Regions from separate parts of the Canis lupus genome. Here region 1 is linked to region 2. Evidence: chromatin contacts called from public Hi-C data. All regions are on one chromosome and are shown on one strand. Each heading gives the region's core, a stretch centred on a gene start, on an enhancer-like site or on the middle of the called end of the contact. The rest is flanking DNA. Distances are from core to core; before and after follow the strand shown. Region 1 holds the start of FXN (frataxin). Region 2 overlaps TJP2 (tight junction protein 2).

Region 1 (6,960 bases), core at 3,668-6,167, 110 kb before region 2:
ATAAATTAATTAAATATTTTTTAAAAAATTATTAAAAATTATTATAAATGAATAAATACATAAATAAATAAATATTTTTACAAAGTCTTAAAAAAAAAGGGCAGCCCGGGTGGCTCAGTGGCTTAGTGCCGCCTTCAGCCCAGGGTGTGATCCTGGAGACCCGGGATCGCATCCCACATCAGGCTCCCTGCATGGAGCCTGCTTCTCCTTCTGCCTGTGTCTCTGTCTCTCTCTATGTCTCCCATGGATAAATAAATGAAATCTTTAAAAAAAAAAAGTCTTAAAAAAAAGAAAAATTAGAAGTACTATATGATCCAATAATCCCACTTCTGGGCATTTACCTGAAGAAAAGGAAAACACCCTCATGTTCACTATATTATTTCTAATAGCCAAGATATGGAAGCAACCTAAATATCCTTGGGGATATGAATGAATATGGATATGGCATATATACAAAACAAAATGTTACTGTCATTAAAAAAAAAAGAAGAAGAAGAAAGAAATCTTGCCATTTGCAACAACATGGACAGACTCAGGTGACATTATACTAAAGTGAAATAAGTCAGACAGAAGAGGACAAATACCATATTATTTCACTTATATGTGGAATCTAAGAAACAAAACAAGTAAACAAGCAAAAAACCAGATTGATCAATACCCAGAACAAACTGGTAGTTGCCAGAGGAGGGGCAGATGGGGGATGAGCAAAATAGGGGAAGGGGATTAAGAGATACAAACTTCCACTTATAAAATAAATAAGCCATGGGGATGAAAAGTACAGCATAGGGAATATGGTCGGTAATATTGTAATAATGTATGATGACAGATCGCAACTACGCTTATCATGGTGAGGATAGTGTCATGTATAGAATTGTTGAATCACTATATTGTACACCTGAAATTAAATTAACATAATATTGTAGATCAACTATACTTCAATTAAAAATAAATAATTTGGGGGACACCTGGGTGGCTCAGTGGTTGAGCTTCTGTGTTTGGCTCAGGTTGTGATCCAGGGGTCCTGGGATCAAGTCCCACATCGGGCTCCCTGCATGGAGCCTGCTTCTCCCTCTGCCTATGTCTCTGCCTCTCTCTGTGTGTCTCTCATGAATAAATAAAATCTTTCAAAATATAAAAATAAATATAAATAATTTTTTAAAATAAAATCTGCAGGGATCCCTGGGTGGCTCAGCGGTTTGGCACCTGCCTTTGGCCTAGGGCGTGATCCTGGGGTCCTGGGATCGAGTCCTGCATCAGCCTCCCAGCATGGAGCCTGCTTCTCCCTCTGCCTGTGTCTCTGCCTCTCTCTATATATCTATAATAAATAAATAAATAAATAAATAAATAAATAAATAAATAAATAAATAAATCTTTTAAAAAATAATAAAATAAAATAAAATCTGCTTTTCTAGCAGATACCGTCTTTAAAAAAATAGATCATTCTGGTGACTTTGGCTAAATTCACAATTTCATCCAAGACATACCCTACTATAGTGGTTCTCACACTTCTGGAAGCATCCAATTTCCCTGGAGGACTTGTTAAACCACAGATTCCTGGGCCCTGCTGCTGGAGTTTCTGATCCAGTAGGTGTGGACAGAGCTTGAGAATTTGCTTTTCTTTTTCTTTTTTAAATACAGATTTTATTTACTTATTTGACAGAGAGACAGAGCAAGAGTACAAGCACGGGAGCAGCAAGCAGAAGGAGAGGGGGGAAGCCAGCTCCCTGCTGAGCAGAGAGCCTGAGGCAGGGCTCCATCTCAGGACCCTAGGACTATGACATGGGCTGAAGGCAGATGCCCAACCAAGTCAGCCAGGTGCCCCAGAATTTGCTCTCCTAACAGATTCCCAGGTGCTGCTAAAGCTGCTGGTCCAAACATCTTGAGAATCATTGCCTAGAATAAGTCCCATCAAAGTCCTCTAAAAGCCGAGAATGTGAGCTCTAGGGGAATTCTCTCCCACCACCACGTACATAGGCGTTGGGATTGTCTACACAACACCATCCTGCACCTGCCCTTGGGCTGAAGAAATAGAGAGGGGGGGAAAGGCTCTGGGGGCCTACAGGGCCCTTCAACATCTCTGCACAAGTCACAGTGCCCAAGCTTCTATGTGTGCATAATTCCCTTTGATCACCTCCATAAGTCCAGAGCCGTTTTTTTTTTTTTTTTTTTGAGTGTAGTTGACAATGTTACATTAGTTCCAGGTGTACAACGTAGCGACTGCAAGAGTCCAAACATCATGCTGTGCTCACAAGTGTAGCTGCCACCTGTCCCCACAAATCACTACTACAGTACCACTGACTGCATTCCCCACTTTCATTCCATGACTCATTCAGCACATAACCAGAGGCCCATCTCCCACCCCCCTTCACCCATTTGCCCATCTCTCCACCTCCATCCCCCAGCTGCCCCTCTGACAACCATCAGTTTGATCTCTGTGTTTACAGGTCTGATTCTCAGTTTTGTTTATTCATTGAATTTTGTTTCTTTGTTTAGAGTCCACATATGAGTGAAATCATAAGATATGTCTTTCCCAGTCTGACTGAGAAGCACAGATTCTTGCGAGGCCTTTGTGTTCTCTGCTCTGCTACTCTGAGCCTGCTTCCTTGACCGAAAAGACGGGGCAGGGATATCCACTTTGCAGGGAGCAAACTTTGGGAGCAGGTACCAGGGCCTTCCCTATGCCAGAACATGCTAAGCATGCTGGTTAATAATAGTGCAACTCCCCAAGTATATAATAAAGTTCTGAGGCTGTGAGAAAAGCCTCACTATTAGTATGGCAGGGTCTGGAGCTGTGGCTGGCAACCAAAACACTTCCCTTTGTCTCTAGTGAGGGCTTACTGGTGAGGCCTCTGTGAGCGCTTCTCAGCCCTGGCACCATTACCATTCTGTACTGGATAATTCTGTGTTGCAGGGGACCATCCTGTCTATTGCACAGCATCTCTGGGCTCTCCCCACTATATGCCAGTAGCACACACGTCCCCCATTCCCACTTAGTTTCAACTATCAAATGTATCTCCAGATAATTTACAGGGGGAAGTGGCTTCTGCATGCCCAGCATAACAGGTGCTCAATAAATGACTTAGAGTTAACTGAAGGCAAGAGAATGTCTTTCATCCAAAAGAATGCCCCGGGACTACCTCTCTGACAGTCAATTAGGTCCCACCTCCTCTACCCTATTTTTGCAAGGCCCTGTGCAAATGCCACCTCCTCCGTGAGGGCTCCCTTGATTGTCCCCACCCTTAGTTGTTGTACTCTCCCACTTGGTGCTGATACCTGATAATTTGTGTTCTTGACACTTGTCATTTAGTGCCTCACACATCTGTATCTGTGTCTTATCTCCACTATTCACAAAGTACCAAGGTGGCTTTAGAAAAACTTGACACCCACTACCTTCCCCATAAAATTATATTCTCTCATATGCACGTGGTATTTTCTCAAGCCTATATGAAATATGAAGGAATGGGGATCCCTGGATGGCTCAGCGGTTTGGTGCCTGCCTTTGGCCCAGGGCGTAGTCCTGGAGACCCGGGATCGAGTCCCGCACCGGGCTCCCTGCATGGAGCCTGCTTCTCCCTCTGCCTGTGTCTCTGCCTCTGTGTGTGTGTGTGTGTGTATGTCTCCCATGAATAAATAAATAAATAATATTTTTAAAAAAATATGAAGGAGTCCCAGGGTGGCTCAATCGGTTAAGTGTCTGCCTTCTGCTCAGGTCACAGGCCCAGGGTCCTGGGATCAAATCTCACATGGGGCTCCCTGCTCAGAGAGAGCCTGCTTCTCCCTCTCCCTCTGCCTCTTCCTGCCACTCCACCTGCTTCTCCGTGGTTTCTCTGTGTCAAATAAATAAAGGGACGCCTGAGTAGCTCAATGGTTGAGCATCTGCCTTCAGCTCAAGGTGTGGTCCAGTAATCTCAGGATTGAGCCCCACATATGGCTCCCCACTTCTCCCTCTGCCTAGGTCTCTGCCTCTCTCTCTCCTCTCTCTGTCTCTCTCTCTCTCTCTCTCTCTCGTCTCTCATGAATAAACAAACAAATCTTTAAAAATAAATAAAAATATAAATGTTCACAATTTGCATTCCCACAATTTGCATTCCTTTGCAATATACAACCTAAGTAAAACTGTCTTTTACTTAAAATGTATTAACAACTTAATAGCGTGCATTTAGCAGAGTCTAAAAAAAAAAAAAAAAAACCCTTTACATAGATTAACTCATTTTATCCTTAAAACAACCCTAAGAAGGGGATCCCTGGGTGGCTCATCGGTTTAACACCCGCCTTTGGCCCAGGGTACGATCCTGGGGTCCCGGGATCAAGTCCCGCCTCGGGCTCCTGGCATGGAGCCTGCTTCCCCCTCTGCCTGTGTCTCTGCCTCTCTATGTCTATCATGAATAAATAAAATCTAAAAAAAAAAAAAAAAAACCTAAGAAGAAACTTTTTATAAACCACGCTTTCCAGATGAGGCACGGAGAAGTGAATTAACCCGCCCACTGGTCACACAGCTGCCAAGTACAGAGTTCGGCCGCAAACCGGGCAATCCCTCTGCAGTGTGCGGGTCCCAAGGGCTCCAACCTCGCACAGCCAAGCGGGTTCAAGGCCTGCGCCGCGTCCAGGTCCCAGCAAGGCTGCAGCTCGCAAACCCTTCCTGGCTAGAACCCTGCAGCCGTGGGTCGCCAGGCCCAAGGCTCCGAGGACCGAGGACCGAGGTCACGCCTTCGCCTGTTGCCGGGGGCAAGCCCTGTGCTTTGCACGCAGCGCGCTCTCCCTCTGTCAAATACGGAGGCCGTGCAAGGCGGGGAAGCGCTTCCCGGGTCCACCCCGGGCCCGTCCCGCAGCCCGCAGCCCGCAGCCCGCCGGAGCGCCGAGCCCCACCGCGCCGCCTGCCGCCCGTAGCCAGCAGGTGTCGCCGCGGCGTCCCCGGAGCCGGAGGGCGGAGCGGCCGCAGACCGCGAGGAGCATGTGGACGCTCGGGCGCCGCGCCGCCGCCGGCCTCCTGCCCCGCTCGGCACCCCCGGGCTCAGCCGCGGCCGGCGCGGGGACCCGGGGGCCCACGAGGGCCGCCCCGCTCCACGGCGGCCGGGGGCTGCGCGTCGGGACAGGAGCGGCCCGCGGGCCCAGCCACGCCGTGAGTACCGCGCCGCGCAGCCGACCGGGCCGCAGGCGGGCGGAGGAGGCCGCGCACGCTGGGACGCTGCGGGCACGCGCGCTCACGGGGCTCCGGCGGCGCCGCGGCCCGGGGACGCGCTCTGCGGGCGGGGGCGCGCTCTGCCGGCCGGGCATGCGCTCTGCCCGCGGGAGACGAGCTCTGCGGCCGGGGACGCGCTCTGCCGGCCGGGCATGCGCTCTGCGGCAGGGGACGCGCTCTGCCGGTCGGGCACGCGCTCTGCCCGCGGGAGACGCGCTCTGCGGGCGGGAACGCGCTCTCCTGGCCGGACGTGCGCTCTGCCGGTCAGGCATGCGCTCTGCGGCCGGGGACGCGCTCTGCCGGCCGGGCATGCGCTCTGCGGCCGGGGACGCGCTCTGCCGGCCGGGCATGCGCTCTGCCCGCGGGGGACGCGCTCTGCGGGCGGGGACGCGCTCTGCGGGCGGCGGGCGGCGGGGGAGCGCGCTGCCCTCTCCGCGGGGTGCCCGGCCGCGCAGCCCGCCTCCTGGTGCCCGGGGTCACGTTTGCACCGGCCTCTGCTTTCCGGTGCGAAAGGGCAGTGCATTGCCACGGCGGGGGACACGCAGCGCGGAGGCCCGGCACCCGCCCGACCGCCCACGGAGGGAAGGTGGCGGGGGACCCGCTCCCGGGGGTCCGTGGTGGTCGCCCAGCTCGCCGCCTCCCTCTGCCAGAACTAAGGTTTAAGTGCTACTATATACGGTACTGGGTACTGCACCACACATGTGTATGGCAGATGATCCTAGCATCTGCGTAAATATATGTAAATAGACTGAAACAGCACACATACCAACAAAGCAGTGTGTAGTAGTGTGTGTTTATAACTCTAGAGCAATGTGTTCAAGAATGTGCTTTTATGAACGAAAAGCTTCCTTGGAGCCAGGTGGAACTACCAAGGCCCTGGAGCGCAGTAGGTAGCGCAGCAAAGCTTTTGGAATAGGACCCGGCCTGGGTTCCTCGGCCTGGTTCTGCAGAGCTCTGCGACCCCGGGGACCACCCCTCCCAGAGGCCTGGCTTCCTTTTCGGTCTAGAGATGAAAGGATGAGGACATTCATCCCGCCGAGCTGGGGTGAGGATCCAGTTGGCTGAACGTGATAATAAAGTCTTCAGCTCTGGGAGTTAATTCTCTTTCCTTCCCTTGGGGATGCAGTGAAGCATCTGACCCAGGCAATCCCAAGACCTGAGAGGAGGCAGCCCAAGGAGTGGCTGTGGAGTGAGGAAGACTCAGCGGGGTAGACGGGATGTGTAACCCGGCTTGGAGGTGGCGCTTGGAGGTGGCAAGAGAGCAGCATCCTAAAAGGGGGACCTGCCTGGGCCGGGTAGGCAGGTGGACAGTAGCTGAGTGGCTGGGTGGACCCTGCGTGGTGAGGAAGGCAGGTGAAGTCCAGCCCAAATTGCCTGTGGAGCTCTGGAATTGGGACTTTAGACTTAAACTTCCCACGGCCCTGTTATTTGACCGTGTGTGAAGAAAAGTTAGAATTGGTTGCCAACACTCAAAGTTGGGACCTTTGATACTGGATCTTGCAGCTTCTCCAGAAAAATAGGCAGTTGTGACCATGCTGGTTCCACGATGTCCCAGTGCAGAACACAGACATTACCCTTCTCCTGGGCTGTTCTGTGCTGTTCCCACCTGGAGCTGCCCTGGCTTGCACTTCGACCCCTGTGGGCCATGGATTGGCAGCAGTTTTTAATTTAGGACAGTGACAAGATATGGCATGGTCTCTTGGATGGTACCTAGTGGCTGTTGAGGGCTGTTGACTCAGAAGCATGCCCAGCTTAGAGCTGCCACGCAGCGGGTGGGCACT
Region 2 (7,143 bases), core at 2,578-5,077:
TACATTATTGCACACGAGGCAGAGCCTGGAGTTGGAAAGTATTATTTTTTCAGCTTGGTTAAGAAATGCACTTAACTTGGCCTCTCACTTCTAGAGCCCAGGCAGGCCTGGGGAAGCCTTCCTATGACGGTGACAGTTTCAATCTGTTTTGAAGGGGTCTAGAGCTTCTATCATCCAGCCAGCCACTCTATCCAAAGCATCATCAGCCTTGATAACCTGTGAGCTCAGAAGAGAGACTAAAGATTGTTGTATTGAAGAAATACCTAATATGTTATTAATAAGCTTCTTTTCTGCCACTGCCCCAAATAGTGTTTTTTGGGCACTTTTTTTTTGCTCTTCCCCAAACAGTGTTTTCTAAAGTGTGCTACACAGACAGACTCATGGGTGGGGTGGCACATTATTTTTCAGTTACTGTGCATGAATATTGTACTTCAAGGATAAAAAATATAAAGCTGGCTACCAAATTCACTTATTTCGGTTGCTTAGAGTGAAGTACAAGAACTATTAAGTAAAACAACAAGTCTGATGTAAGAATAATAAATTATGGGGATGAGTGGTATGAGAATAAGGCAAAAACTGTAAATGTGGCCCTTGAAATTTGAGACTTGGTAACACTGTTTAAAATATGAATGTGATGTTTTAGTTACGGAGGGCTGTGTCTGTCTTGACCACACCTTCAGGAATGGCCCTGAGAAGCCAGTAAAGTTGAATTTGACAGACTTTGTGTCTTAACATGTATACTTTGCTCTTGTCTATCCAGCTGTCTTATCTTTTATTGGAGACAGTGTATTTGTGAAGCAATTTGATGCCTTGCTTAATTCTTATTCCTTTCTCTGCTTCCCACAAGACACTCTGCAGATTTTATTTATTTTATTTTTAAAATATTTTATTTATTTATTCATGAGAGACACACAGAAACACAGCAGAGGGAGAAGCAGGCTCCCTGCGGGGAGTCCGAGGACCTGGATCTCAGGGCCCTGGGATCACGACCTGAGCCAAAGGCAGACCCTCAACCACTGAGCCACTCTGATGTCCCGACTCTGCAATTTTTAAAAAAAATTTTTATTTATTTATGATAGGCACACAGTGAGAGAGAGAGAGAGAGAGAGAGAGAGAGAGAGGCAGAGACACAGGCAGAGGGAGAAGCAGGCTCCATGCACCGGGAGTCCGACGTGGGATTCGATCCTGGATCTCCAGGATCGCGCCCTGGGCCAAAGGCAGGCGCCAAACCGCTGTGCCACCCAGGGATCCCCCGACTCTGCAATTTTGAAGTCTGTTGGTGTGACATCTGTGATAGGATGGACTGAAAATGGAGGAAATACTTGGGCTCTGCAACAGGGACATCGCTGTGCTCTGGAGCACAGCTTGCTTTCCTGATCCAGCAATGCCAAAGGCAACAGAGAACCAAATAGCCTCACGTGTAAATGCATTTAATTTTTTATTATTTTTTAAAGGTTTAATTTTTTAAGTTATCTCTACAACCAACATGGGTCTTAAACTCAAAACCCCGGGCAGCCTGGGTGGCTCAGCGGTTTAGTGCCACCTTCAGCCCGGGGCGTGATCCTGGAGACCTGGGATCGAGTCCCACGTTGGGCTCCCTGCATGAAGCCTGCTTCTCCTTCTGCCCGTGTCTGCCTCTCTCTTTCTGTGTCTCTCATGAATAAATAAATAAAATCTTAAAAAAAGAAAACCCTCAAAACCCCGAGATCAAGAGTTGCACACTTCAGCAACTGAGCAAGCCAGGCGCCCTAAAATGGATTTAATTTTTTAGAAACGTACCTTATGTTGGTCTTTGAAGTAGGCTCTGGCAAGGATGGTAGTAGGAATTGAAAGTCTTGAGGTTAAAAAAAAAAGTAACCCTAAAAAAAAAAAAAAAAAGTAACCCTGCCTTGACCTAGAAAAAAATGAGCAATTGAAGTTCATGGTCATGGTAGGTAAATAAAACCAGAATAGAAAACACTTTGTTTCAGTCACCAAAATACTTAATCATGTGTGTGCATGCACACCTTTTACGTGAACTACTTAGCCTTCAATTAGGAACTTGTACTTTAGTCATTTTAAATCTACGCAGATATTTGTTTAGTGCCTCTGCCAGATAGTTACAGTTAAATCAGGTCTTTAATCTTAAAAACATAACACATTCTTTCTTAATCACTTATCCATCTTGCCCTTTTTTCTTTTTATTAAGCGAACTCTATCTCACAAGGTGGGGCTCGAGCTCACGACCCCAAGATCAATAGTTAGATGCCTACCCCCTGAGCCAACTGGGTGCTCCCATATCTTTTTTTTTTTTTTTAATTTTTATTTATTTATGATAGTCACACAGAGAGAGAGAGGCAGAGACACAGGCAGAGGGAGAAGCAGGCTCCATGCACTGGGAGCCCGACATGGGATTCGATCCCGGGTCTCCAGGATCGTGCCCTGGGCCAAAGGCAGGCGCCAAACTACTGCGCCACCCAGGGATCCCCTATATCTTTTACATTTTTAGATCATAGCAATATGCGTGTTTGTAATAATGTTTATTTTAACTTTCAGACTAATATTTCCTAATTATAATATTCACAACTTATAGTTTGCTTCTGTTTGTCCTTTCCCAACATTGCACACGTGTGTGTGTGTGTGTGTGAGAGAGAGAGAGAGAGAGAGAGAGATTTAGGGGGTGGTAGGAATGTTAGGAGTTAGGAGTGGTGAAAGCATACACTTCAGAAATCTTTTGTGAGGGACACCTGGGTGGCTCATTGGTTGAGCTTCTGCCTTTGGCTCAAGGCATGATCTTGGGGTCCTGGGATCGAGTCCTGCATCCGGCTCCCTGCATGGAGCCTGCTTCTCTCTCTGCCTATGTCTCTCTCTCTCTGTGTCTCTCATGAATAAATAAAATCTTTAAAAAAATATTTTGTGAATAAAATATTTGTACTTAAGAAGCTGGACTGACCAAAAAAAAATTCAAATGAAACCATTAATTATGGCGAAGATCTCATGTCCTGTCCTTGAATACAAATGTTTTCTAAATTTTACCTATATGCATATATAAAGATGGACTTCAGAATTAATTAATTAATAGGGAGATTATTATTTTCTGTTGTAGATTTTAATCAGCTACATGAATATATACATTATGTTCACAAGAAAAAAATGGCATCATCTTTTGAAACCTTAATTACAGTATGCCTCATCTGATAAACACTCTCTATGAGACTAAATACATAGTTATATATTTATAGTTAGTGACAAGCCAGAGGCATTGGGAGGGGGATATAAATAATATATTTTGAGACAGTTATTAGGATAGTCTTCCTGGTAGGTAACAGTTATTAGACTGTAATTAGCAGATAATGATTAACGTCCAGTTATATCTTTGCCATTGTATTAAAGAAAAGCTTTGGTAGAGATGAGAGAACACTGCAGATACTCTTGTCATTCTAGTTGAAGGTGAACAGGGGGAAATAATGCTTTCTGATCATCAGTAGGAATAAATGAACTTTTCTTTTTTTCTTTTTTTTAAGGATTTATTTTTATTTATTTATGATAGACATAGAGAGAGAGAGAGGACAGAGACACAGGCAGAGGGAGAAGCAGGCTGCATGCCGGGAGCCCGACGCGGGACTCGATCCCGGGACTCCAGGATCGCGCCCTGGGCCAAAGGCAGGTGCTAAACCCCTGAGCCACCCAGGGATCCCCATAAATGAACTTTTCTTAGAATTGTAGCTTCTAAGATGTTTGTTCCTCTGAGGAGGATATATGGTCTGATACGGCTTTCTTGAGAACCACCTTTTTTTTAAGAGAGAGAGTGTGGGGGTGGGGCAGAGGCAAAGAGAGAGGGAGAAGCAGACTCCCCCCTGAGCAGGGAGCCCAACGTGGGGCTTGATCCCAGGACCCTGAGATCATGACCCAAGCCCAAAGGCAGATACTTAACCTACTAAGCCACCAAGGCTCCCTGAGAACTGTTTTTTGAGAGCCATTTATTGTCACAGCAATAAAGGAAATGTTCCAAGTTCTAGGTTGTGAGGTTCTTTTTTGCCTTATGCAGTCAAGCACACCTGAGACCCTAAGTCTGTGTGGGAAGGAGGATAGTGTATGCTCTGAGAGGCAGCCAGCTCATTCTCAGTCCATGAGAAACTGCTTGTAAATATTATCTGGCAAAAGCAGAATGAAATTATTTTAGGGAATTGATTAGTAAAATTAACCATTTCTGTTTTTGAAAAAGAATGACTTGTTTAGAAGGAACGTCCCTGTGAGCTCATTTTTAGAAGCCTGGTTCCTTCCTTACCCTTCTTCACTCAGCTGAATCAGTTTCCTTCTTGCCTGTGATTGGCTGGTGTGCACATGCCAGTATTTATTAGAGCCCTTATCATGTCTGCTCCATGCCAGTCACTTCCCGTCTGCCTGAGCCCCTCCTTGGTCTGAGTCATCTGGGTAACCCCAGCAGCTTATAGGACACCAAACATATCCACCAAATTTGCCACACTGAACTGACTGGATCTGGGGAAGGCTTTTGTTGCATAAACCAGTAAGAATTGAAGACTCAGTGGGAACTCAGAAGAGTGGATTCCTGACATTTATATAGTGAGTGGATGGATTGTCTGTGAGTAAGAAAAAAACTGTAGATGTATATACGTCTGGACCTTCTCTGTAGTGGTATATAAGCTGTACTAATTAGCTGGGTGACTGCGGCTAAGGCATGTAAATCTAAGTTTCTTTATAGGGAAATGAGTAGTTGTATTTAAAGTCTGAAGTCTTCTCCAGTGCTTAAGGTTCTAAGTGGGTATAAAGCCTGGAGAACATTCTAAATAATTTCTCATGGTTCTTGTTATCTTAAAGTATTTTCATGCTCCTTAAAACACTTGTGTTGTTTTCTTTCTGGTTTTTTCTTTTAAGAAAAGGTCCAGTGGATTTTCTCTGAAAGATATTTTTCTGAAGGACGAACTGAGAACCCAAGAATGGCAGTAGTTTAGCTCATGAAGTGCTAGAAAGATCTATTATTCAGTTGCAGCTTAAATAATGTACCACCACACCATGTGCTGTATTCTCTTCCTTGCTCTGCAGCCCAAGCCAGTATCTGCAGTTATCCTGCATTGCTTCTTGAGGATCATTCTTTTTCTTTCTTCTTCCCCTCCACTCTTCCCATTAAGAGCTGCATACTGGGAGTCTCCAATTCCCCCTTCTTTTTCTGTGGGCTTCTCTTACAGGGGCCACATTGCCTCTAGCAGGAGGAAGGTAAGGCAGGCCTGGAGCTGGGAGCCTATTCTGGTTTGTTCTTCACAAATGCGCTGAAGATGAGCTACCTGGTTACTGCTGTAGGCTCTCGTTGTTCACCAACTAACACAAAATCACTCACTGTTGCTCGAGTTTAGGCATCACTTTAGGCACTTCTGAGGTTTTCAGCATAACTTGAGGCAGAACACTTTGCCTACCCTGGGCTGGTCTGTTTAGTGTCTGCATGAGTTTTAAGAGGGGAGAGAGATTTGTGGCATCTTCAACACTCATTGAGATTTTCCAGAAAGGGAACTGGAAACATTTGTGCGTTTCCTACTGGTGTTATTATTGGAGTCTAAAAACAGGCAAGCGGCAACACACTGAAGTGAAGAGGCACGGGGTTCATCTTGAATACCGGTGGCCTTCTTTCTAACAGACCTGAATTTGAATTTTAATTAAAGGTCTGGGAGAAATATTTCTCATACTGCTTAAGTGCACAGTTTGCAGATGTTTTTACCCAAATCAGGAAGAGGCAGGAAAGGTGGACTCAATTTACCAAAGAACTGAGGTTAAAAAAATGTGCAGGAAAGCAGAAAAATTTTCCCATAGAAACAGTGGGTGGTATCCAGGGTCTATCCTTGCAACCTTGTTTATTCATAATGAAGCTTTTTTAATATTTTTGTTTTTCTGGTGTTTTGTTGAAGTATAATTTACATACAGTAACATGCATAGATCTCAAGGGGACAGCTTGATAAATTTGTTTTTGTTGTGGTAAAGCACATAAGATCCACCATTTTAACCATTTTAAAGTATACAGTTCAGTGGCATTTAGTACATCCACAGTATCGTGCAGATACCACTATCTGGTTCCAGAGCTGGATGAATGCTTACATGAATGTATTCACCTGTGTGATTACCACCTAGATAAAAAAAAAAAAAACAAGACTTTCCATCACTCTAGAAGCTTCTCTCGCCACTTTTTCCTTCTGTTACTACCTTACCCTGGAGGGAAACTCTCTTCTGACTTCTCTCACCATGGGATAGTTTTCTTGACTTGGAGAGAATCTATATAAATGAAGTCAACATTTTGTGTCTGGCTTCTTTTGCTCAACATAACTTCTCTGAGATTCATCCATATTGTTATGTGATTCAGTAGTTCTTGTTTGTTGCCGAGTAGTATTCCATTTATATGAGTTCACCACAGTTTGTTTATCCATTCTTCTGCTGATGGATATTTACATCGTTGTCAAGGTTTGTTTGTGTTTTCTCCTATCATGATTAAAGCTGCTAGGGAAACCACCTACACCTTGCTTTGTGGACTTATGCACTCATTTCTTTTATCTCAATTCCTAGGAGTAGAAATGCTGGATCATATGCTGGGGATATGTTTAACTTTCATTCTGTAACTCTGAAGTCAGGCAGACCTGAGTGTGAATTCCTTTGTCCTGCCACTTGCTTGTTCTACCTCAGGCAGTTTACTTTTTTCATGTTCAGTTTTTCTCAGCTGTGAAATAGGCTCTGTGTACCTGACTAGTCAAGGGGCAGTGAAGAGGAGAGACAACATTTTAGTTCTTTTAAGGAGAAATGCATTTAGAGGAGAGCATTAAGTGCCTACATTAAGAGCATTAAGTGCCACTGGCTTTCGTACTTGCCCCCCAGAAAGTCAGAAAGCTGCTGTGGCCCAGAGCCAGGACCTTGCAGACCCTCTGCCACCTTCTCAGCCTGTGCAGCTCAGAGGTGGCTGAAATGATAGGGAATTTAGTGACAGCTGCAGAGCTCAGGTCTGGCAAATCTACTTTTGCCCCGAAACTGCTGCTATAGGAAAAAAGGAAACAATGGCATCTGCTTTCCTGGCCTCCCTCTAGATCTTAAACAAGTGCACTGTGTTGGCCAAAGGTTGGGGGGTTTCTGGCTGCTGGGAGTACAGGAAGATGGGTGCCAGCCAACCAG

The links. A called contact is a pair of places that touch in the nucleus more often than the background predicts.
Region 1: a Hi-C map of skin fibroblasts shows a contact between it and region 2, with 2.3 times the contacts expected there. The contact joins the promoter of FXN here to the enhancer-like site in region 2. A contact is called at or near these places in 3 of 9 Hi-C or Micro-C datasets (amygdala, blood and skin fibroblasts).

The regions. Positions count from the first base shown.
Region 1 is chr1:88,982,830-88,989,789 of UU_Cfam_GSD_1.0, reverse strand. FXN (frataxin) reads left to right here and starts at 4,917. Exons shown (of 5, transcript NM_001109958.1): 1 at 4,917-5,119. The coding sequence starts at 4,952.
Region 2 is chr1:88,866,650-88,873,792 of UU_Cfam_GSD_1.0, reverse strand. The region is part of intron 2 of TJP2 (tight junction protein 2); the gene reads left to right. Among named protein-coding and RNA genes, the nearest start is that of TJP2, 34 kb to the left of the region's middle. Within about 2 kb of position 3,827, at least 5 of the 20 cell types and tissues checked have an H3K27ac peak or open chromatin away from gene starts, as enhancers often do.